4 separate regions of the Sus scrofa genome follow, and regions 1, 2 and 3 are each linked to region 4. The links are chromatin contacts, called in public HiChIP or PLAC-seq maps. All regions are on one chromosome and are shown on one strand. Each heading gives the region's core, a stretch centred on a gene start, on an enhancer-like site or on the middle of the called end of the contact. The rest is flanking DNA. Distances are from core to core; before and after follow the strand shown. Region 1 holds the start of TRIM8 (probable E3 ubiquitin-protein ligase TRIM8). Region 2 holds the start of NPM3 (nucleoplasmin-3). Region 3 holds the start of LOC102167427. Region 4 holds the start of LDB1 (LIM domain binding 1).

Region 1 (2,700 bases), core at 130-2,629, 510 kb after region 4:
TTCTCCTTTGCCGGGTGGGCAGAACCAGCGGGTGCTGATTACAGGCGCCGGCGTTGCGTTGCTGCTTTCTCCTCGGCTCCCCTCCCAGCCCTCCCCCACCCCGTCCCCCCCTTGCAGAGTAGCGGGACCGGCCTTGATGTAGGGACACCACCCTCCTCTTTCCGCCCTAGCTCGGGAGTCCGGCTCACCGTAACCCCCTGCCCGCTCGCGTCCCCACCCTGCCAGCAGCACTTTGCTGCGAGCCCATTGTATCCTCCCCATCTCCGGGCTCATGCTCCGAGGCTGGGCCGTGGAGGGAAGATCGGGGACCTCTGTGCACCCCTCCAGCCAGTCCAGCGAGTCGGGGCCCCTCCCCCGCTTGCCCTCCTCGCAACAGCGAGATAGCGGCGAGGGCGCCCTTCCCTCGCGTCTAAGGCGGAGAGGGCCGACTGGCGGGCAGCAGGGACGCACAGCTCCCCCCTCCCCAGCCCCAGCGGCGAACCCCACCCCCCCCGTCCCCTTCCTGGGAGAAGGAGAGCCCAAGCCCGAGCGAGCCGAGGCAGGAAAAGGCAGCTGTGGACTGCCTGGCCCGCAGATCATTTTTATTATCGAGATTATTATTAAAAGGGGGCAGGGAGCCCAGGATGCGGGGGAAGGGGCTAGAGACGCAGCTATTTTTATTAAACAGATTAGTCCTGAAATAATAATAATACGCGCAAGATGGCTGAAGGTGGCTGTGATGAGAATGTTGGGGTTTTTTTTCCCTTTTTTTTTTTTTTTTTTTTTTTTTTTGATCTGAGGATAAAGCTCTGAGTCGACAGCCGCTGCGGAGACCCTGCCCGGAGTGCCCTGCCCCCAGCTGAGAAGCAGCGGGAGGACAAACGACCCACCGACGGAGCGACCGGCGCGGGCCCGCCCCGGACGCGTCGCCTGGGCAGCAGCTGGGGGCCGCGGGCGCTTGCCTTTCTGCCGACTTCTTCCAATTCTAATCTTTTTATATTTTTTGGAAAGAACCGGGGTGGGTGGAGCAGAGGTGGAGAGAAATCGGGACTTGGCATTTTCTCCCCTCTCTCCTAATTTGAGGGAGCTGCCAGCCCCTCCGCTTAAAAAAAAAAAAAAAAATCCCACCGAAAAAAAGAGAGCGAGAGATAGAAAGAACGCTGCAGGACCCTCCAGCAAGCGCGCTCGGACCTCTGGCCGCCACCGCGGCGGCCGCCGGGAGCCCAAGATGGCTGGGCGCTGAGGGAGGTAGCCCGGCCCGGCTGGCTCGGCCCGGCCCCGCCGCAGCAGGCTGGCTCCGACCGCAGCCCGGAGCCTTCCAGGCCGGAGCAGAGGCCGAGAAGAAAAGAAAGTGGGGGGAGGGGGGCCGAGGTGGCGAAGGGGGAGGGCCGGGCGGGGGGGAGGGGAGGGCCGGGAGCTGAGCCTCCTGTTCATTAGCAGTTGAGAAAAATTCCTTTCTAGTTTGATCAATCCTTGTTTTCCTCGGCAGAGCCGGGGCGCCCGCCCAGCGCGGAGACCGAGAGCGGGGTCTCTCCGCGGCGGGGGCGCCCGGCGCCGGGCCTCGGGGGAGCGCAGAAGTAGCGACGAGGGGGTCAGTCCGGAGCACAGCCGGGGCTTCTCCTCCCTCCCTTTCTGGTTGGCTTTTTTTTTTTTTTTTTTTTTTTTTCCACTTCTCTCCCTCCCCCTTCCGTTTCTATTTGTGAAGGGAGGAGGAAGGCAGAGGCGGGCTGGTGTCTCTGGCCGGGGACTGGAATTTCATCTGAATGACTGCCCCTGCGCGCACGCAGCGCCCCGGAGTCGGCCCGCCTGCGCCCCGCAGCCTGCACCCGCAGACGGACGGCCGGCCCAGGGGCGCCCGCGCTGCGACCCGGGGACCCGCTCGCTTTGCCCGCCCAGTCCGGATCTAGCAGTTCTCCGCGCGGCCGCACTCGCTTCCCCGGCCTCTCGGACCCCGGTCGAGGCGAGGGAGGCGCGGCGCCGGCGAGCCAGGAGGGAGCCACCATTGCCGCCGCCGCCCCCGTCGCTGGAGAAAGTGTGCGGCTCCCGGGCTCTGTCCGCCTTGGGGCGCGCCCCAATGTCAGCCGTGGGGCCGAGCGCAGGCCGCGGGCCGCCGCTGCCCTAGCCGTACCGACCCGGAGGCGGCCTCTTATATGGAATTTGGACCCCGGCGCTCCCCTCCAGGGCTGGTGCCCCGGCCGCGGCCCTGGCGCAGTCCGCTGCCTCCCGCTAGGCGCTCGGGAGGAGGAGGAGACGCAGCCGGCTGCGCGCGCGGCTTGAGGACCGAGGCTCCTTCCTCTGGGGGGCGGGCGCGCGGAAGGCGCTGGTGACTGAGCGACTGTCGGGGCCGCCTGGGGCTGGAGCTCGGGGCTCGGTGGGCCTAGAGCTGCACTGGAAGGACCTCCAGGGTTGGGTAGTTGGGGAGAGCTGCCCGCAGCCGCCATGGCGGAGAATTGGAAGAACTGCTTCGAGGAGGAGCTCATTTGCCCCATCTGCCTGCATGTCTTCGTGGAGCCGGTGCAATTGCCGTGCAAACACAACTTCTGTCGGGGCTGCATTGGCGAGGCGTGGGCCAAGGACAGCGGCCTGGTGCGCTGCCCCGAGTGCAACCAGGCTTACAACCAGAAGCCCGGCCTGGAGAAGAACCTGAAGCTCACTAACATCGTGGAGAAGTTCAACGCCCTGCACGTGGAGAAGCCGCCCGCGGCGCTGCACTGCGTGTTC
Region 2 (2,700 bases), core at 139-2,638, 300 kb before region 4:
TCCCCGCCCCTTACCATGGTCAAAGCCAGCACGTGATCTGCATCATCCTCTTCCTCTACCTTGAAGGTGAAAGAGCGACTGTGGCCGGAGAGCTCGCAGCCTGGAAGAGATATAGCACAGTGAGCATGTGGCGGCGGCTCACGTGCAGCCCAGGACTGACCTATTCACAGGCCCACTTCTCAGGTCCACGTGGAGCCCCCCCTTGCACGAAGAGGACAGGGGCCTGGCCTCCCCTTCCGCTCCAGCGGCCGCGTGCGAGGCCCCCTGAGTCCCCACCCACGTCGCGCACGCATCTGCATTTCTGTTCCCCAGCCCTGCCTGTGACCCAGTAACACCCCCAGCCCCTCCTTTTCTGAATACCGAAGAAAAAACTGTCCATAGTGACCGGGGTAGGGACTCGCAGACTGCCGGCACCCCCGGCCCGGCAGCGGCTCTCCTGATTCAAGAAACCCAAGGCAGCAGCGGCGCCGGTGGCCATGCTGCTAGTGCCGGCTGAGGCTCCGCCTCCGACACGTACAAAGCCCGAGCCTCGCGGCGGCTCCGGCCCCACCTATTAAAGGAGAAGCACTCTGGGCAGGGGGCCATTGCCCAGTTTGGCTCAGGAGCCTCAGACCTGTTGATTGAGACCGCACGGAGATGGTAACATCGCAAAACATGCACTTGGGATTCGTGTTAACGTCCTTGCTCACTTCCACGTCCAAGACTCTCAGGGAGCGGCTCCTGCCTCCATTTTCTCTAGTTCCACAACCCAACCCAAGGTGAGCTTTCGTTGGTGTATGTAAAATGTAAATTTTTCCAGTTCCCCTAGGAAAGGCGAGATATAGTGCAGCCTTTTCCTTATAATAGCAAATGTGCTCAGATTTGCCTTTCCTCCAAAGGAACTGAGGAGCCTGACAGAAGACCTAGTGTTATTCAAGCCACTCCATCCACTCCTGGATATGGTTCCTGCTCTAATTGATTTTGCAGTTCACTATCCAGAAGCAAGGCAATCTGATAGTGATTGCCTGTCTTCACTGAACTTCAAATGCTGGCTGCCTGCTGGTGCTTGCTAGCAGCTCAAGCGTGGGACTGGCAAAGGCATGCTAGTCCCAGAACATCTTTCTGCCTTGGACTCCTGTCTCATAATTTGGGCTCTGCCTCCAGCTTTCACCTTTTGACCAAACAATCAGGCACTTGTGTTCCTTACTCTGCTTGGTGGCAAGAACTCAAACTAGCTGTGTTGATTCGCACCCAGGTTATAATTTTGGCAAGAAGGTGGCTTGGCCAAGTAGTAGGCCACTTTCCTTTTACCTTGCCTTGAGGAAAATCTGGACTGATTCAATCCTTGCCCTTACTCAGTGGGTTGCCCTGAGCTGTTGTAGGTTGCAGACGTGGCTCGGATCCCACATTGCTGTGGCTGTGGCCTAGGCTGGTAGCCATAGCTCGCATTTGATCCCTAGCCTGGGAACTTCCATATGTCGAGAGGCTGAGACACTAAAAAGCAAAAAACAACAAAAAAAAAACAAGAAAAGGAAGGATCTAATTCTTAACTTGGAACAGCTATGTAGAGGAATACATGCTTGCAGGTGAGGAATGCAAGGGCAGGAGAAAAGGTAGGAGGCAAAAACAGGAAGGAGGTTTACATAGGACACCATCACACACATTCACTTCAAGTTTTATTTTGCCTCTTGCATGGTCTTCAGATAGTTTTACAGTTTGTTTTCTACAGAAACTGAGCTGTGATCTAAACAATCAATGAAATGTCATCCCAACCTTAATAAATATTCATAACCGTAGAAGATAACATAGCACTTTACAATCCTAGAGGCCTGGACATCTGTTTCATAGTTATTAGCTCTGTGACCAGAAGACCAGCCAAACTGATTATTAAAAGCCAAGATAAAGCCACAAGCAAACTTGCGAAAAATCCTGATTCCATAGGATGACTGTGGAACCCTCCAGATAAAATGCTAGAATTGTCCACTAGTGTACAAAATGTACTTAAAGAGAAAATCAAATGACATTAAGCCATTTAAAACAGTATCTTGTAGATATCTTCCCTTCATCCCAGCCCTGAAAACTACAAACTTGGTTCCAGTTGTCCAACATAGCATACCTATATCCTCCTATCAGTTGAAGGTTTTCTAACCCTGTATATGAAGAGGCCTCCTTCCTTCATCTCACCCACTCAGTGCACTCACAGGCTTTGGTTGAAAGTTACTAGGCAGCACTAAATACAATGCTTTTTAAAAACTCTCTTTCCAAAGTCCATACTGATGGGAACCTATGAAGGAAAATGTTTTAAGTTTCCTTCCCCCTTGACCTTCCCCTCTCAGCTCAAAGTTAAAACAGCTGATACAAAACTGCAGGAAAGCAATGTAACAAAATAGTTATGAACCAATGGAGAAGCCAGCCAGCCATCATAAAAAAAAAAAAAAAAATCCTGCAGAGATTACCTGCTAGCCTCATGCTCAGAACCCTTAAAAACACCAAATCTAAATTAGAATACTTGAAGCTTTCAGAACCCGTTTAAAGGAAAGACAAAAGGTAACCATAAGTCATTGGTTAAAGTGTGCTCATTCTTTTAAAAATTAGATACAAACATGCAAAAACTAAAGACTGATTTAATAAAACCAGTAGGAATAGTCTTGAAATTAAAGGACAACTGATCCGAGGGCAAATGGGATCAATTAGTCCCTGAACCCTTCTTGCCAGATGTCA
Region 3 (2,700 bases), core at 153-2,652, 340 kb after region 4:
TAGAAGAGAGGTGATGTGTGTGTGGCCAAGGGGGGACACAGGGGTTAAGAAAAGGGTCTGAAGAGACAGGATTGGGGAGGAGGAAAATGAGACAGACTGGTGGGAGATGGACGCTGGGGGCAAGGTTCATGGGGCCCTTGGGGCTCCCTAGGAACTGGTTAAACAGACTTTAGTGCCTGGTCACCTGGGCTCTTGTATTGGACTATTTGCTGTGGGTGGGCCCTTTGCCAGGCTATCAGGAAGGAGAAAGAGAATATTCCTGTTGACAAAACTCTTACACACCTATTTCTCATTTAATGCCCACAAAACCCCTCTAAGAAGTAAAACAGAGGCTCACAAAAGAGGGTCCCCTTACAAAGAATTGGTGGAGCTAGGGAACTGAGTGCCAGGTTCCTCAGCAGCCAAAGGCCATGCTCACCGCCCCATATCCCAGGGTACGGAAACAGCAGACAGGTCTGGAGTGTGTGCTGTTTGCCTCGAAATCTGAGGAGGCTTACAGGCCCTTTGGGAGAAGACATGGAGCATCCCCACCAGACTAGACTGAGCCAAAAAACAAGTTTTGACTTTGGGAGCCTGGGCAGGGGTAGGAAGAGGAAAGACTCCTGTTCTGAGAGTCAGGAAATCTGGGTGCTAACTTGTCTGGGCCTCTTTTTTTTGGGGGGGGGTCTTGATTGCTGTGTGAAAGTTGTTGAATCTTTCCCAATCTCAATTTCCTCATCTGTAAAATGGGGATAATAGCACCTACCTCCCAGGAATGATGAAGTGGAGACTCACCAAGATAATGAATGCAGGGTGCTTTCATGAACGCAGGGTGCAGGGCACATAAGATCTCAGTAGCCTTGGAGTTCCTGTCATGGCGCAGTGGTTAACGAATCCAACTAGGAACCATGAGGTTGTTTGATCCCTGGCCTTGCTCAGTGGGTTAAAGATCCAGCGTTGCCGTGAGCTGTGGCATAGGTCGCAGATGAGGCTCGGATCCAGTGTTGCTGTGGCTGCGGTGTAGGCAGGTGGCTATAGCTCTGGTCGGACCCCTAGCCTGGGAACCTCCATATGCTGCGGGAGCGGCCCTAGGAAAGGCAAAAAGACAAAAAAAAAAAAAAAAAAAAAAAGCTCAGTAGCCTTATGTTTCAGTATTACCATTAATAACACGCGGAGGTTAGGCTGCTTGGTTGCTCTCTCAGGAGGCTGTGGCTTGAGCCCTGCTGCCCACAGCTCAAGCTGGGCCTGTCACGCTTGAGAGGCTCACAATCCAGCATCAGGGAGTCCCAGGTCTTGCCACTGCCATCTCCTTATCTGTCTCAGCCGTGCATCCGGTCAGACCATAAGGCTTGAAGGAAGGTGCTGGGCTCTTTTCAGTCTCTGAATTACTAGTAAGGAAAGACGGGGGAAGAGGTGCGGGGAGCTCTCAGAAAAAAAACCTTGTTGATTGGAACTGAAATGACATTAAGCCTTCGTGGAGGGGAGAGAGAGAGGGTGAGCTGGTCAGGAATTCTGGCAACCTGCTCCTTTCTCCTTAGCTCCCACATCCTTTTCGGTCCCAGAGGGCAAGGCGCCCATAACAAGCATGGCGGCGACAGCCTCGGCGCGGGCACCTGCCGAAGAGAGGGTTTCGGGAGCAGCTCAGAGCCAATCGCTGGGCAGGGGCGGAGGGAGAGGCTGGAGAAGCTCCCGGAGGCGTGCGCGCAGGCGCACTGGATGGCACCTGGCTCGCGGCAGCCGCGGAATTAGGCTTCGCTTGCCACAATTGCGGTGAGGGGCTGGCTGGCGGCCGGGTTCGGGGGCAGGAGCGGGCCGGACCGGGGGGCCAGTTAGACACAAAGGACAAACCCGAGGGGAACCGGAATGCTCTCTGCTCTGGGTGTCCTGGGGGCTGTCTGGAGTGATCCCTGGGCGTCCCTGGAGTGATCAGGTTTGGGTTGGGAGAGTGTTTGGGTCAGAGTGGGAGAAGCTTGGGTTTGAGGGATGAGGATGGAATCCTTGCAGAGAGGCTCCCTGGGGTCTGAGGTCGCAAGATGCATCAGGCATCAGGGACCCATTTCATTAACCCGTCAGGCTGTGGTTCATTTCATTAACATAATGGCTTTTATTTATTTATTTTATTTTATTTTATTTTGTCTTTTTTGCCTTTTCTAGGTCCGCTTCCGCAGCATATGGAGATTCCCAGGCTAGGGGTCGAATCGGAGCCGTAGCCACCGGCCTACACCACAGCCACAGCAACGTGGGATCCGAGCCGCGTCTGTGACCTACACCACAGCTCACAGCAACGCTGGAACCTTAACCCACTAAGCAAGGCCAGGGATCGAACCCGCAACCTCATGGTTCCTAGTCGGATTCATTAACCACTGTGCCACAACGGGAACTCCCATAATGGCTTTTAACCCTAGTAGCATGGTAGAACCAATTGGGGAGCTTTGAAAGAACACAGATGCTGGGCCACATCCCTAGAAATCCCGATTTAATTGCCTGGGTGGGGCTTGGGCCTTGGTGTTATTGAGCAGCTCCTCAGGTGATTTTAATATGCAGGCGGGCTGGCCAACCACCACCGAAAGGTTCAGCACTAGCTGCTGAATAAAGAGCTCCTGGGTTCATCCCAGACTCCTCTGTGGCTACCTATCTCTGTGAGGGGTAGGTGGTCCTGGGGTGAAGTTGCTTACCCTGTAACCTGCAAGGGGGGAGGGAAAGGGAGAAGATCCCTCCCCC
Region 4 (2,700 bases), core at 66-2,565:
GGATTCCAGCTTGGCAGGCTCTTCTCTCTCCTCCTCTCCCCCACCCTCTGCAGCAGGAGCCAGGGGTTCCCACACCCGGATATTCCAGGATCCTCAGGCTCTACTAGCCCTCCCTCTGGGCCCCATGCCCCTTAAATGTCAGCCTCAGCAGGCACTTTAAGTGTGTGCCCAGCCCAGCCCAGCTTGGCCTGGGTCACATGATTTTCAAGGAAGCTTTCAGGCTGGCAGCTTCCCTTGGGGATTGTGTGTTTGGCAGGGGGTGTCCAGTTGTGGGGTATGGGCCTCCCAGAGAACAGGGCATGTGGAGGGGCAAGGATCCAAACCAGGAACACCTGACTTTCAAAAGAAAGCCAATTCCTGCCTGGGACAGGACAGGAGGAGGTTCTGCTGATAATTCAAGAACCAAGAGTCCTGGAGATGGGTATAAACCATGCTCTGAGGCCCTCTGAAGACTACCTCTCCTGTCACATGGCCCCTCTCTTTCCTCCTGGCAGAGGCTCCTGCTAGAGCCTTCTTCCTCCCCAGGAAAGAACTCAGACCCAGGCTACTACTGGCAAGAACTGATGTGTTTTTGAGGAGGCAGGGATCCTAACCTAACTAAGCCCTCTCTCTGGGGTCAAGCATTGCTCCCCTCAACTCTGACAAGTCACTCTATTTCCCAGCCTGCCTGGGGCGGCCACATCCCCCCTCCCACTAGGGCGGAGATGCCAGACCCGAGGGCCCAATTATCTGCCCCACCCCCCCCAACCTCCTATCCCCGAGGAGGGCCAACCTTCCCTAGCAACAGGCAGGATAATTTGGAGGGGGGCAAGATGGCCCCCAATCAATCCCTCCTCCCAAACACGGAGTTCAGAAACAGCCTGGAGGGAGGTGTCACAGAATGTGTAAGAGGGAATAGGCAGCAAGGAAGGTGGGGGCAACCCAAACCAGCCAATCACAACTCTATGATGACCTGAGGGGGGGGTCAAAAGTCCAGACTCACTTCTGATTGGCTAACACCCTGGAATTCTGGGAATTTCAGCCCCCCAAACCCATCCCCAATTAGCCTCCCCCCAAAAAAACACACACAACCTATCCCCAGCACCTCTTCCCCGTGCCTCTGGGCTGCTGCGCATTTACACAGTTGAGGAAAACCCTCCCCTCACCGAGGCCCCACACACCCCACACAGCCCCCGGCCACCGCCATGCCATCGACGCCCCCCCCCCCACAAGTTCTCGCCAAACAAGGGGTGAGGGATCGGCTGGGAAGGTTCGGGAGGGAGGGGCCGGGCGGCCGCGCGCCCCACTCACCAGGACAGGCACAGCCCACTGACATCTTCACATCGCCCGCCGCTGGGGGCCCAGCCGAGTCACGGTGCCCGCCCCGCACAGGGACAGGCCGGGCATGAGCCGCCGCCGCCGCCCGCGGCCCTCGCTGCCCTCGCGGCCGGCCCGGCCCGGCCTCGGCCCGGTGCGGGCGTCCCCTGGCTGCAGCTAGGGGCCTGTCAGGCACAGAGCAGACAGGAAGGAAATCAGGCAGGAAGGCGAACTGCCTCTGCGTGTGTGCGCGCGGGTGTGCGTCCCCGGAGTGTGTGTCCGTGTGTGCGCGTGTGCGTGTGCGTGTCTGTGCGCTCCCGCCGCCCTTCCTGCCGCCGCCGCCGCTCGCCCCCCTCTCGCTCTCGCGCTCCCTCTCGTTCTCCCTCTAGCTCTCGTAGGCGCCCGCTCTCCAGCCCCCGTTGGGCTGGGCCGGGCTTTATTAATATGCTAATTGCCTGCTAGTGGGAGGGGAGAGCCATGTCAAAGTGACCCAGGCGGGCGCGCTGCAAGCGGCGACGTGCGTGCGCCGCGCGGCGGGCGGGCGGCGAGAGGCCGGCAGCGTTCTGGGCTCGGCATGCATGTGACGCAGCTTTTATAAAAGGAGACCGAGGCAGCGACCCCGAGGCGGAGAGGGCGGGCGAGGGGGGAGGAAAGGAGGCGAAGCCTCACGCAGTGTGTCTGTCCTCCGGCCGCCGCCGAGTTGGGAGCGTGGAGGAGCCGGAGCGGGAGCCGGGGCTAGGGAAGGCGGAGCCAGGGTGAGCTGTGAGGTGTAGCTCTCTCTCCACCCCCGGCCGCGCTCAGGGAGGGAAACCGGACTGCCGACCCCCAGCCCCTGCTCTCTGCTGAAAGCCGAATACTTATTCTGGAGGCCCCTGGTTCTACGCCCCTGTCCCTACCTGGGTGGGGAAAGCAGCGCTACCTTAATTCTTGTAGCCACCCTTGGCGCATCTCCCCTCTAAATTAACTGCCCCTCCCTTGCCTGCTAAACCAGTTGGGACTGCAGCTAAAAGGGTTAATTAGGCGAGATCCCGCCTAAGAGCCTGAGAAATGCGTTTTGCAGGCGGCGGGGGGTTGGGGGGAGCAGAATGACCGCCAGGTTGGGCTGGGGAGGGGGGACTCCGCAGGCCATCCTTCCTCCGAGCAGACTCTGACTCATCAGTCAAGACGCTCTCCTCCCTCCCCCTTTTTCCATCCAGTCTTGGCCTCCCTCTCCCGGCCTCCCCCCTCCTCTGGAAGCTGCTTTCCTTGAGGGCCTCGAAGACTGGGGAGAACAGGAAATATACCCCTCCAGTGCCCCTTACGCCTGGGGTCTGGGGCCTTGGGGGGGGGCGGTGGAAGGGAGGATGATGTGGTTGGTCAACGTAAGGGACACTCCTGTCCCAGGGAGGCGCCTCCCAACCTTCA

Evidence for each region. HiChIP or PLAC-seq counts read pairs in DNA pulled down with a chosen protein or histone mark.
Region 1: a contact with region 4 is called in an H3K27ac HiChIP or PLAC-seq map of alveolar macrophages. The contact joins the promoter of TRIM8 here to the promoter of LDB1 in region 4. A contact is called at or near these places in 1 of 5 promoter capture datasets (liver) and 1 of 2 datasets of contacts at active chromatin or transcription factors (alveolar macrophages).
Region 2: an H3K27ac HiChIP or PLAC-seq map of alveolar macrophages shows a contact between it and region 4. The contact joins the promoter of NPM3 here to the promoter of LDB1 in region 4. A contact is called at or near these places in 1 of 5 promoter capture datasets (fetal liver) and 1 of 2 datasets of contacts at active chromatin or transcription factors (alveolar macrophages).
Region 3: an H3K27ac HiChIP or PLAC-seq map of alveolar macrophages shows a contact between it and region 4. The contact joins the promoter of LOC102167427 here to the promoter of LDB1 in region 4. A contact is called at or near these places in 2 of 5 promoter capture datasets (fetal liver and fetal skeletal muscle) and 1 of 2 datasets of contacts at active chromatin or transcription factors (alveolar macrophages).

Annotation. Positions count from the first base shown.
Region 1 is chr14:113,636,058-113,638,757 of Sscrofa11.1, forward strand. It overlaps TRIM8 (probable E3 ubiquitin-protein ligase TRIM8), which reads left to right and starts at 1,380. Exons shown (of 6, transcript XM_001928904.7): 1 at 1,380-2,700. The coding sequence starts at 2,419.
Region 2 is chr14:112,820,856-112,823,555 of Sscrofa11.1, forward strand. It overlaps NPM3 (nucleoplasmin-3), which reads right to left and starts at 1,389. Exons shown (of 6, transcript XM_003359343.4): 1 at 361-1,389; 2 at 15-100. The coding sequence starts at 478. MGEA5 (protein O-GlcNAcase) reads right to left here. Exons shown (of 16, transcript XM_003483548.4): 16 at 1,639-2,700.
Region 3 is chr14:113,462,508-113,465,207 of Sscrofa11.1, forward strand. It overlaps LOC102167427, which reads right to left and starts at 1,403. Exons shown (of 3, transcript XM_021072752.1): 1 at 1,138-1,403. All of the region lies in intron 1 of MFSD13A (transmembrane protein 180), which reads left to right.
Region 4 is chr14:113,125,140-113,127,839 of Sscrofa11.1, forward strand. It overlaps LDB1 (LIM domain binding 1), which reads right to left and starts at 1,316. Exons shown (of 11, transcript NM_001078685.1): 1 at 1,291-1,316.